3 separate regions of the Pan troglodytes genome follow, and all the other regions are linked to region 3. A link is a contact called in public Hi-C and HiChIP or PLAC-seq data. All regions are on one chromosome and are shown on one strand. The core of a region is the stretch at or near the end of the contact, and the rest is flanking DNA. Distances in the headings are between cores, read along the strand shown.

What was found. Hi-C and Micro-C count contacts between places; a contact is called where the count stands out from the background. HiChIP or PLAC-seq counts read pairs in DNA pulled down with a chosen protein or histone mark.
Region 1: a contact with region 3 is called in an H3K4me3 HiChIP or PLAC-seq map of stem cell-derived excitatory neurons, with 7 times the contacts expected there. The contact joins the promoter of FARS2 here to the promoter of NRN1 in region 3. A contact is called at or near these places in 1 of 7 Hi-C or Micro-C datasets (stem cell-derived neural progenitor cells) and 1 of 1 datasets of contacts at active chromatin or transcription factors (stem cell-derived excitatory neurons).
Region 2: a contact with region 3 is called in a Hi-C map of stem cell-derived neural progenitor cells, with 3 times the contacts expected there. The contact joins the enhancer-like site here to the promoter of NRN1 in region 3. A contact is called at or near these places in 1 of 7 Hi-C or Micro-C datasets (stem cell-derived neural progenitor cells) and 1 of 1 datasets of contacts at active chromatin or transcription factors (stem cell-derived excitatory neurons).

The regions. Positions count from the first base shown.
Region 1 is chr5:11,218,390-11,221,089 of NHGRI_mPanTro3-v2.0_pri, forward strand. It overlaps FARS2 (phenylalanyl-tRNA synthetase 2, mitochondrial), which reads left to right and starts at 1,397. Exons shown (of 7, transcript NM_001246463.1): 1 at 1,397-1,528. It overlaps LYRM4 (LYR motif containing 4), which reads right to left and starts at 881. Exons shown (of 5, transcript XR_008548779.2): 1 at 514-881.
Region 2 is chr5:11,172,256-11,174,955 of NHGRI_mPanTro3-v2.0_pri, forward strand. All of the region lies in intron 2 of LYRM4 (LYR motif containing 4), which reads right to left. Among named protein-coding and RNA genes, the nearest start is that of LYRM4, 46 kb to the right of the region's middle. Within about 2 kb of position 1,271, at least 11 of the 24 cell types and tissues checked have an H3K27ac peak or open chromatin away from gene starts, as enhancers often do. A contact at or near this core is called in stem cell-derived neural progenitor cells, where this site is marked.
Region 3 is chr5:11,964,858-11,967,557 of NHGRI_mPanTro3-v2.0_pri, forward strand. NRN1 (neuritin 1) reads right to left here and starts at 1,322. Exons shown (of 3, transcript XM_001163671.6): 1 at 504-1,322. The coding sequence starts at 558.

The DNA.
Region 1 (2,700 bases), core at 147-2,646, 750 kb before region 3:
TACCCTAAATAGAATGGATTCTTGCAACCGAAAGAACTCATTACGACACCTAGGAAATTTTAGGGAGGTGCTAGAGTGTGCCTTCAGCTTTGTCGCAGTGTACTACTCACTGGCCACTTCCACTCTCAACTCTTCCAATGCTCAAGGGAAGTTTTACATATGCAACACACTGGCCTTAACTTCACCAATGACTGATTTCCACCCCTTTTTTCTCTTCTGCAGAAACATAACACTAATCATGCTCCTAGAATAACTACCAAGATAGCCTTTAGGGGGAAAACGTCACAAGACATGAACGTCTCTCCTGGTATAAAGAAAGGCTCCTCCCCGAGGTCTCAGAGGCCACACCTGTAGGCAGGAGCACGCTTTTCGATGGCGGAGCCCGGTCCTTGCCTCGCAGCCGCCGGCAAACCACGGTGGCTCCCAGTCCCCGGGGATATTCCGCGTCAGCCCGCACCCCCGGTCCCCGGCCCCTGGCCCCCGGCCCCCAGCCCCCGGTGCCCGCTGGGTCACCTGTAATTGTAGGCGCTGAAACGCTTGCTCTCTCTCAGCATCGCCCGGTACAGAGCTAACACTTGTGCGCGACTGGAGGCTGCCATTTTGGAAAGAAAAAAAAAAATAAACGGGTCCTCTTCGCCGAGGTCCCAAGTACGACCCAACCCACGAAACTCCAGCCTGTGCGGAAACCACGAACGAAATAAAATGCTGCGGCTCGGCTTTGCCAGCGGGCCGGGCCTAAGCCTAAGCGGGCAGCCCTGCGGATCGCGGACGGCGCCAGGCGTCCCGCGCCGCTTCGGGGGCGGGCGCAGGCAGGGCTCGGGGCAGCTAAGGGGGCTGTGCTGGGAGGGAGATGCCTCCGCCCCGCCCCGATCCCGCCCCCGCCCGGAGGCTCGGGACCCGACAGCCGCTCCACGCGGCGGGAGGGCGGGGAAATAAGAGGACCGGCCGCCCGTGCATCCAGCCAAGCTCCTGGCGGACGGATATCGGAGGCCCGGGCATTCGAGGGACGTGCAGTTGCATCACGGAGAGCCTTTGGGAACCGTCTGGGGTCTTGGCGGAGACATTTGTGTTTCGGGGGCAGCGCCCCTTCCTACCCCCAGGAGGCCGCGTTGCCCGGGTTACCGAAGGCCGCCGCACCGACGCCCCGCCCCTGACCGCCGATGCCCCTCCCACGCCGGCTGCGGTCGCCCTCGGCGCTGCCTGAGAGAGCTTGAGGGATTTCAAGGGTGACTTGACTTCGCCCGATCCTGGTCGGCAGGGTGGGGTTTCTTGGCATTCCTCAGGCCGGGGGATGCGACGTCTGGGTGTGGAGGTGATGAGCTAGGGGTTCTGTGGCACTCCGGCTCTGCTCAGGGCGACCTGCGTAGGGGCCTCTGGGGCAGGCCCGCTTTCTGTCAAAATGGCAGCGCCCAGCGTGCGCGGGTATCTCTGAAGTTGGGGTTTAAGATTCTTGCCCGTGAGAGCGAACGAGCCTGCCGTGCTTCTGATTTTGAAACACCTGGGACTGGGTTTCCCGGGCGAGCGGTGGGTGAGTGCCGGCCTCGTTGCAGCCTGGGGTACGACGTGGGCGGTTGGTGTTGTAGGGGGTTTACATTGGCCGTGGATTTTTTCCTCTTTCCGGATGTGTTTTTGCTTTTGAGTGAGGAGTTCCCGTGGTTTTGTAACGTAATAAATGCATAAAATGCAGCTTGGGTTGTAGACTTTGGAGAATAATTAGAGACCTTTAGGGCTTTAGGCTTTCTCCAAGAAGCGGAGCAAGTTTTCAACCATGGCTTTCTTCAGAAGACTTCAGCTTTTTTGAATCATCTTATTAAAGTGGTGGATAAAGTTGCTTGTTCTGATCTTTGAGCATGGGACTGGACGCAGGAAGCTTCAGCCAGTCCTAGTTACTGTGTTTGCAAAGCACTTTTCTTGTTTTTGGAATCTTGCTTTATGTAATCAACCTTACTTAGGAAGAACCACACCTTTCTGCACTCAAGCACAGCGAGAAGTACGTTATGCGTAAAAACAAAACAACTTTGCATTAAAATCCATCTTTCTCCGAACCACTTGGTCACGGTTGTGTTCTCATCTGCTTTAGTGTATTTGGTTTTGAAACGGTATACCTGCTGTATGTCTAAACAACTTTATATTTTCAGGAACTTTTCTTTTTCCTTTTCTTTTTTTTGAGATGGAGTCTCGCTCTGTCGCCCAGGCTGGAGTGCAGTGGCGGGATCTCGGGCTCACTGCAACCTATGCCTCCCAGGTTCAAGCCATTCTCCTGCCTCAGCCTCCTGAGTGGCTGGGATTACAGGCGCGCGCTACCTCGCCCAGCTAATTTTTGTATTTTTAGTAGAGACAGGGTTTCACCATGTTGGTCAGGCTGGTCTCGAACTCCTGACCTCAGGCAATCCGCCAGCCTCGGCCTCCCAAAATGCTGGGATTACAGGTGTGAGTCATCACGCCCAGCCTCTATTTTCAGGAACTTTAAAGGCAGAAAAAACACTTCTCTGACCTTACCATTCTTTAGTGTACTTGCAACCTGGTGTCCTTGCATCCAGATATTCTTACTAATCCTGATGCAATGACATTTTTTCAAAGGCACTGAAGAGAAAATACTTTTATTAAGATATCTTTAAGTCTCCTCCCTGATTTCTTGAAAATCTCATGTCTGTTATTGTTTATTATTATTTTTTAAACAGGATAGCAAAACTTCTATTA
Region 2 (2,700 bases), core at 21-2,520, 790 kb before region 3:
CTGTGGGTGGCCAAAAAGACACCCTGATTTTGGTGGTATAGACCCTGCGACCGAGATGTATGATCTCAGGGAACATACTTCATGCATTTATTTAGTCAGTGAAAACTTACTAAGAGCCAGCTCTATGTGGGATGTTCTAGATCCTGTGGATAATAACAGCAAGCATTTGCATAACATTTCCTATGTGCTAGCATTATCCCGGGGGCTTTGCATATGTTAGTGTACTTGATCCTCACTACAACGCATGAAGTAGGGCTTACTGTCATCTGCAGTTTGCACTAGGCACTGAGAGGTTAAATATCTTGCTCAGGGTCACATAGCTAGTAGGCTGAGTCAGGATGTGAACACAGGCCGGCTGGCCCCAGAGTCCATGCTCTTCGCCACCCAGTGGAGATGATGACAGCGACAGGGGAGATCCCTGTCCTCATGGCCCCTGCCGTCTTGCAGAAGAGGGAGAAAATAGACAAGGCCACAAGTAATGTCATAGTAGGTAGTGATAAGTGCTGTCAGGAAAACTAAGGCAGGGCAGCGGAGACAGAGAGAATCTGTTTTAGATAGTGCGGTCCCAGGGGGGCCCCTATGGGAAGGTGAAATCTGAGCACAGGCCTGGGTGGAAGGGGGAGGGAGCTACGGGAACATTTGGAGGGACTCCTCCAGGCAGGGGGTGCACAAGCATTGAGATGGGAGCAAGAAGTTCAAGGAAATACGGAGCGTGAGGGAGAGGAGTGCAATGGAGGGCCTCTGGGGACCTCACACAGGCTTCAGGTTTTATGTTAGGGTGTCACGAAGCAAGAGCCTTGAAGGGGTTGAACGGGGCAGTGGCCCGATCTTTCTTTTGAAAAAGATCACTGTGGTGGTGGTGTGTGGAGAACAGACCATGTGTGGGGTGGAGTGGGGGCAGGGGCACCCGGAGGACAGGTCAGAAGGCTGCTACAGCAGCCAGATACAGAGGACAGTGTGCAAGAATACAGACTCTCCACCTTGCCATAGGCTGTTAGTCCAAAGGCAACTTACGCCAGCTTGCAGCCAGATGGCCTGGGGAGCCACTGTGCCTTACGCCCTAACTACGGTAAAGGCTGCATGTGGATTCAGGAAGAGTCCTGACATGAAAGGGAAGTGAGTAGAAACTTTCCAGCTGCTGTTGTCTAACTGGTTCTCTGAAGGGATGAGAATGCTTTCATCCCTGAGGTGGTGACAGCAAGCTGTTCTGCAAGGTCGCCGTGTGTATTCTCCATCAGGAATGTGCAGTGGCCAGGCTGCCCTGGGGAGGGCGCCCTTGCCCTGCACATGACACTGCTCCAGTGAGTCTGTTCTGGGAGGGGAACTCACTGGGATGTCAGATGAGGGCCAGTTTAGTATTTTTTTTTTTTTGGCAAGGGTAGTTTGAGCATTTCAAACCAAGAAGTGACACAGACAATTAGATATAGCAGGAGAAATGATGGCACAGATTATTTACAATCCCCCTTTTCTAGGCAGTTTATACTCTGGATAATTTTACGCTAAAGATAAAACCTGCCTGTTTTGCCAACCTCTACACAGAGTAAGTGCCAAAGAACAAAATCTTTCTGAGTTTATGCAAAATAAGAACTCAGCTGCTTGTTCTTCTATGCTCCACTGCTAAAGGACCTCATAAAATTCAACTACTCGTGACTGGAAATGCCATTGTTCTGGAGTTTTCAAAATGCTGACTCACATAAATGCGACTCAAAGTACACATAAATGTGCAGATCAGTTTCTTTTCTGAGTACCCTACTATCCTCATGGCTTTAGTTAGAGATCATTTCCTAGGCCTGTCTGAGTGTGGCAGTTACTCTATTACTAAATAGCTGTAGAACTCGAGGATGGTTATGAGAATCCGAAATGCTATTCTAGAAAGAACTGTTACATTATGTAGGCAATATAACAAGACCTTTAATCTTGACATAAACTGCAAATTATAGTTTCAAATATTGCTTCTTTTTTGAATTCTTTTTTTAATCTTGACATAAACTGCAAATTATAGTTTCAAATATTGCTTCTTTTTTGAATTCTTTTTAGAGTCAAGCATGAAGAAGGGTCAGGGAAAGATTATTATCTAATTTAATGTCAGCCAAGCTGGCATCTCTTGATGCTAAAGAAGCCCTTTCAAAACAGTACAGCATAACTTACAAAAATGGTAAAGAGTTTCCCCCTCCACACTTTATAAGCAAATTTCCTGCAAGTAAAAGACAAACACGAACAGAAGCAGAAATGGAGTTTATTGCGTGATTGCTGCTAAGTCAAAGAAAAACAGTGAAAAGGGTGTTTTTTAGAGAGCAAGAAAACCCATCAGTGGACGGTGACTTTAACCTCTGACGTTCTAATTACTCTTGCGGATGTTATCAGACCACGCAGGAGATCATGCCGCTGCACATGCTCCACCCACCTCATGAGAATGAGAAAAGGAAGCACAAGTCAAGGTGATCCTTGGCACTTCCACAAAACGAAAACTAACACACCCTCCAGGTTCCTTTATGGGGTCAGCACCCAAGCAGCTGTACTTTACACCATCTGCACCTGCAGATGCACCCCCCATGTGGCAACGTAATTCAGGTTCACCACCTACAATGGTGTCTTCAAGAAAAGGGCCACGTTCTGTTTATCCTGAATTATGATTAAAAATACTAGGAAAGGGAGAATATATTTATACTCTGAAATATATCCAAGTATACATGTGCAATA
Region 3 (2,700 bases), core at 72-2,571:
GATATAGGGGGGAGGAGGGGCGGGAGAATGACAAAGTTCTAAATGCAGCAGTCTGAGCCCTGGAATATCTTTGCTTTCAGCACATAAACTTTCCAGTCCTGGCTGCCTAGCCATTTTATTCCTGCATTCACATTTCGACTCTTCAAAATAATATCTTGCAGTATCGCAGGGGCCAGTACATTGCCCCAGAGCGCACCAAACCTGGTATAAACCCAGAAAGGGAAACAAAAATGGATGTGTGCTCAGGAAAAAGGGGGAAAAAAACCGTGTCCAGAAAATGTCCGGCCGCACACATTTCCTGGCGAACATTTGGAATCTATAGCTTTAGGAAAAACCGATCTGGGACGCGCTAGTCCCCAGGAACTGATGCCCCCACCCTCGGGGGATTGCCGGCTTCTCCGCACCCTGGGGCGGCCGCGGACCCGCTAGTCCCCCTCCGCGCCTCGGGCCGGGGCAGGCTGCCTCCCGCCTCCAGCCTCCAGCCGGGCTGAGCGGCCACTTACCTATTTGCACCGCGAGGATCAGTGAAATATATCTGCCGTTCAACTTAAGTCCCATCCTACGTTTAGTCAAACCATTTGCGACCGCAGACCTTTAAATAGTTAGTTTAGAGAACGCGGGGGAAAGCCAAAAAATAGGCATTGCCAACAAGTTCCGGGAGCGACAGAGACTTTATGCACTGGGAAGGCAGAGGGAGGAGAGAAAGAGAGGGAGCGAGGAAGAGACAGAAAGAGAGAGAGAGAGAGAAAGAGAGAGAGAGAGAGGCTGAGGGGGGGGAGAGCTGGGAATGGTTCACTCCATTAGAAGGGGGCGGAGGAAGTACAGCCTCACGCCCACCAGCAGGCCTGACGTGGGGGATGACACGGAATGATTTTTTTTTTAATATAGACACCTTGGTAGAGAATCGCCATTTATAGTCATCAGAAGCTGGAATTAATCAGATATCTCCAATTAATGTGCGATCTGAACGAAATTTTGCCTCCCGGGGGTGAGCACTTTCCTATTCTAGCGGTCACCCCTGCCTCTTCCTCGTTCCGGGGGCCCCCCAGCCCCGCCGCCTCCCTGCGCAGAACAGGGGCTCCCCCTCCCTTCCCCGCCAGGAGCTGGGGAGTCCTGGCGCGCCCACTCGATTGTTTCAACCTGCTCCCCCTCCTCCATCAGCACCACAGAGAATCCAGCCCGCTCTCTACGATGCAGGGGGGTTTAAAGGAGCGGGAGAGGGAAAAACAGCTAAGCTAGCTCGATTAATTCGAAAGCGCTCCTCGGCCGCCCGCCCCCTGCGCTTGCCTACCCTCTTTTTCTCCAACCCAGCAGCCGAGCTCTGGGCGCAGCCTGGAGCGCGTGAGCACGCAGTCCGGCCCCCCGCACGAGCACACACACACACACACACGCGCGCGCGCGCACGCCCGCCAGCCGCGCCGAGCGCCCCCATGCCCGCCCGCACACAAGGCACGCGAGCGCGCGCACACGCCCAGGCCCCGGGGGTTTGGTTTGCACACGTGGGGCCCCAGAAATAAACACCGAATGTCCTCTGTGAATTTTACCCACCTCCGATGCCCCAGCGGGCCAAAGGCCGCTTCAAGGGACACAGCGACACCTGTTTTAGGGGGCGAGTAGGGCACCGGGGAAGGAGCCTCTGATAAGACAGTTTTCGGATACTAGTGATTTACCAAGCAACTCTCAGCGCTTTAGGAAATTTCCAAGGCAAGCGCTAGTGTGCGGACTTCTTTCTAATCTTGATGCGCCTCTTGGGCTTATTTGTTGGGCTACACACACGTACCCACACGCACACACGTACATCACGTACGCACACGCACACCCGGACCCACACACACCTGCACTGTCTTTTGATGCTCAGGCACAGACCCTGTGTAGGTGTAGCCTACCCTGCAACAAAATACTTCTGCAGCTGGCTTTGTGCTAGGTGCAAGCTGCTATCGACGACAGCTTGAGTCAAAACCGAAAAACTAACAGGGCTATTTCCTTTCTAAACGCCTTTAAGCTCTGGTTTTCTTCCTTTCTTCTGCACCAAACAGAAAAAAAAAAAGTCTAAATTGTAGCGTCTTTAATAAAATGCTAAAGAAGGCATTGGCCAGCTTTAATCCTTAAGCCTGTGGAGAGAAAAAAATGAAAAAGACCCCCCAAATTTTGCCAAACTACACTAGAGGACGTCAAGCTGTCAAACTGTAGAAATGCATACGGATTAAGGAGAAGCGTTGAATTTGCTTCTACAGGCAGCGTGCCCTCTAGGGCCAATCTTGCCGTCCCCATACTCAGACATTTGGAGATGCATAGACAAAGGGGGAGAAAGGTGCAAAATAACGGGGGTAGGACAGGCTGTGGAGGGTAGGGGGCTGAGGGGGAGCTGCGGGGGTCCTACTGCAGCACTTGGTGACGTGAGGTGTCTGCAATGTGCGGCCCCTAACTCACGTCCCGCGGGAGCCTCAGACTCCCATGCAGCCTTCCTGGCCCTGGGGGCGGAGTCATGTCTCCCCGCCCCTGGTTATGTCACCGGCCTGCGGGCGGGGCGGTTGGGGGCTCGCCTTCCGGTGTCCAGGGGCACGGTGGCGGCCCCGGGTGTTTCCTTTCCCCGAGCTCGGAGGCTCCGGGAAGAACCGAAAACGTGGGCGGACAGGGGGTGGGGCGGGGGCTGGTGGCGAGAGGGGGGCGTTTCTCGGACCCTCCCCCGACGTCTTCCAA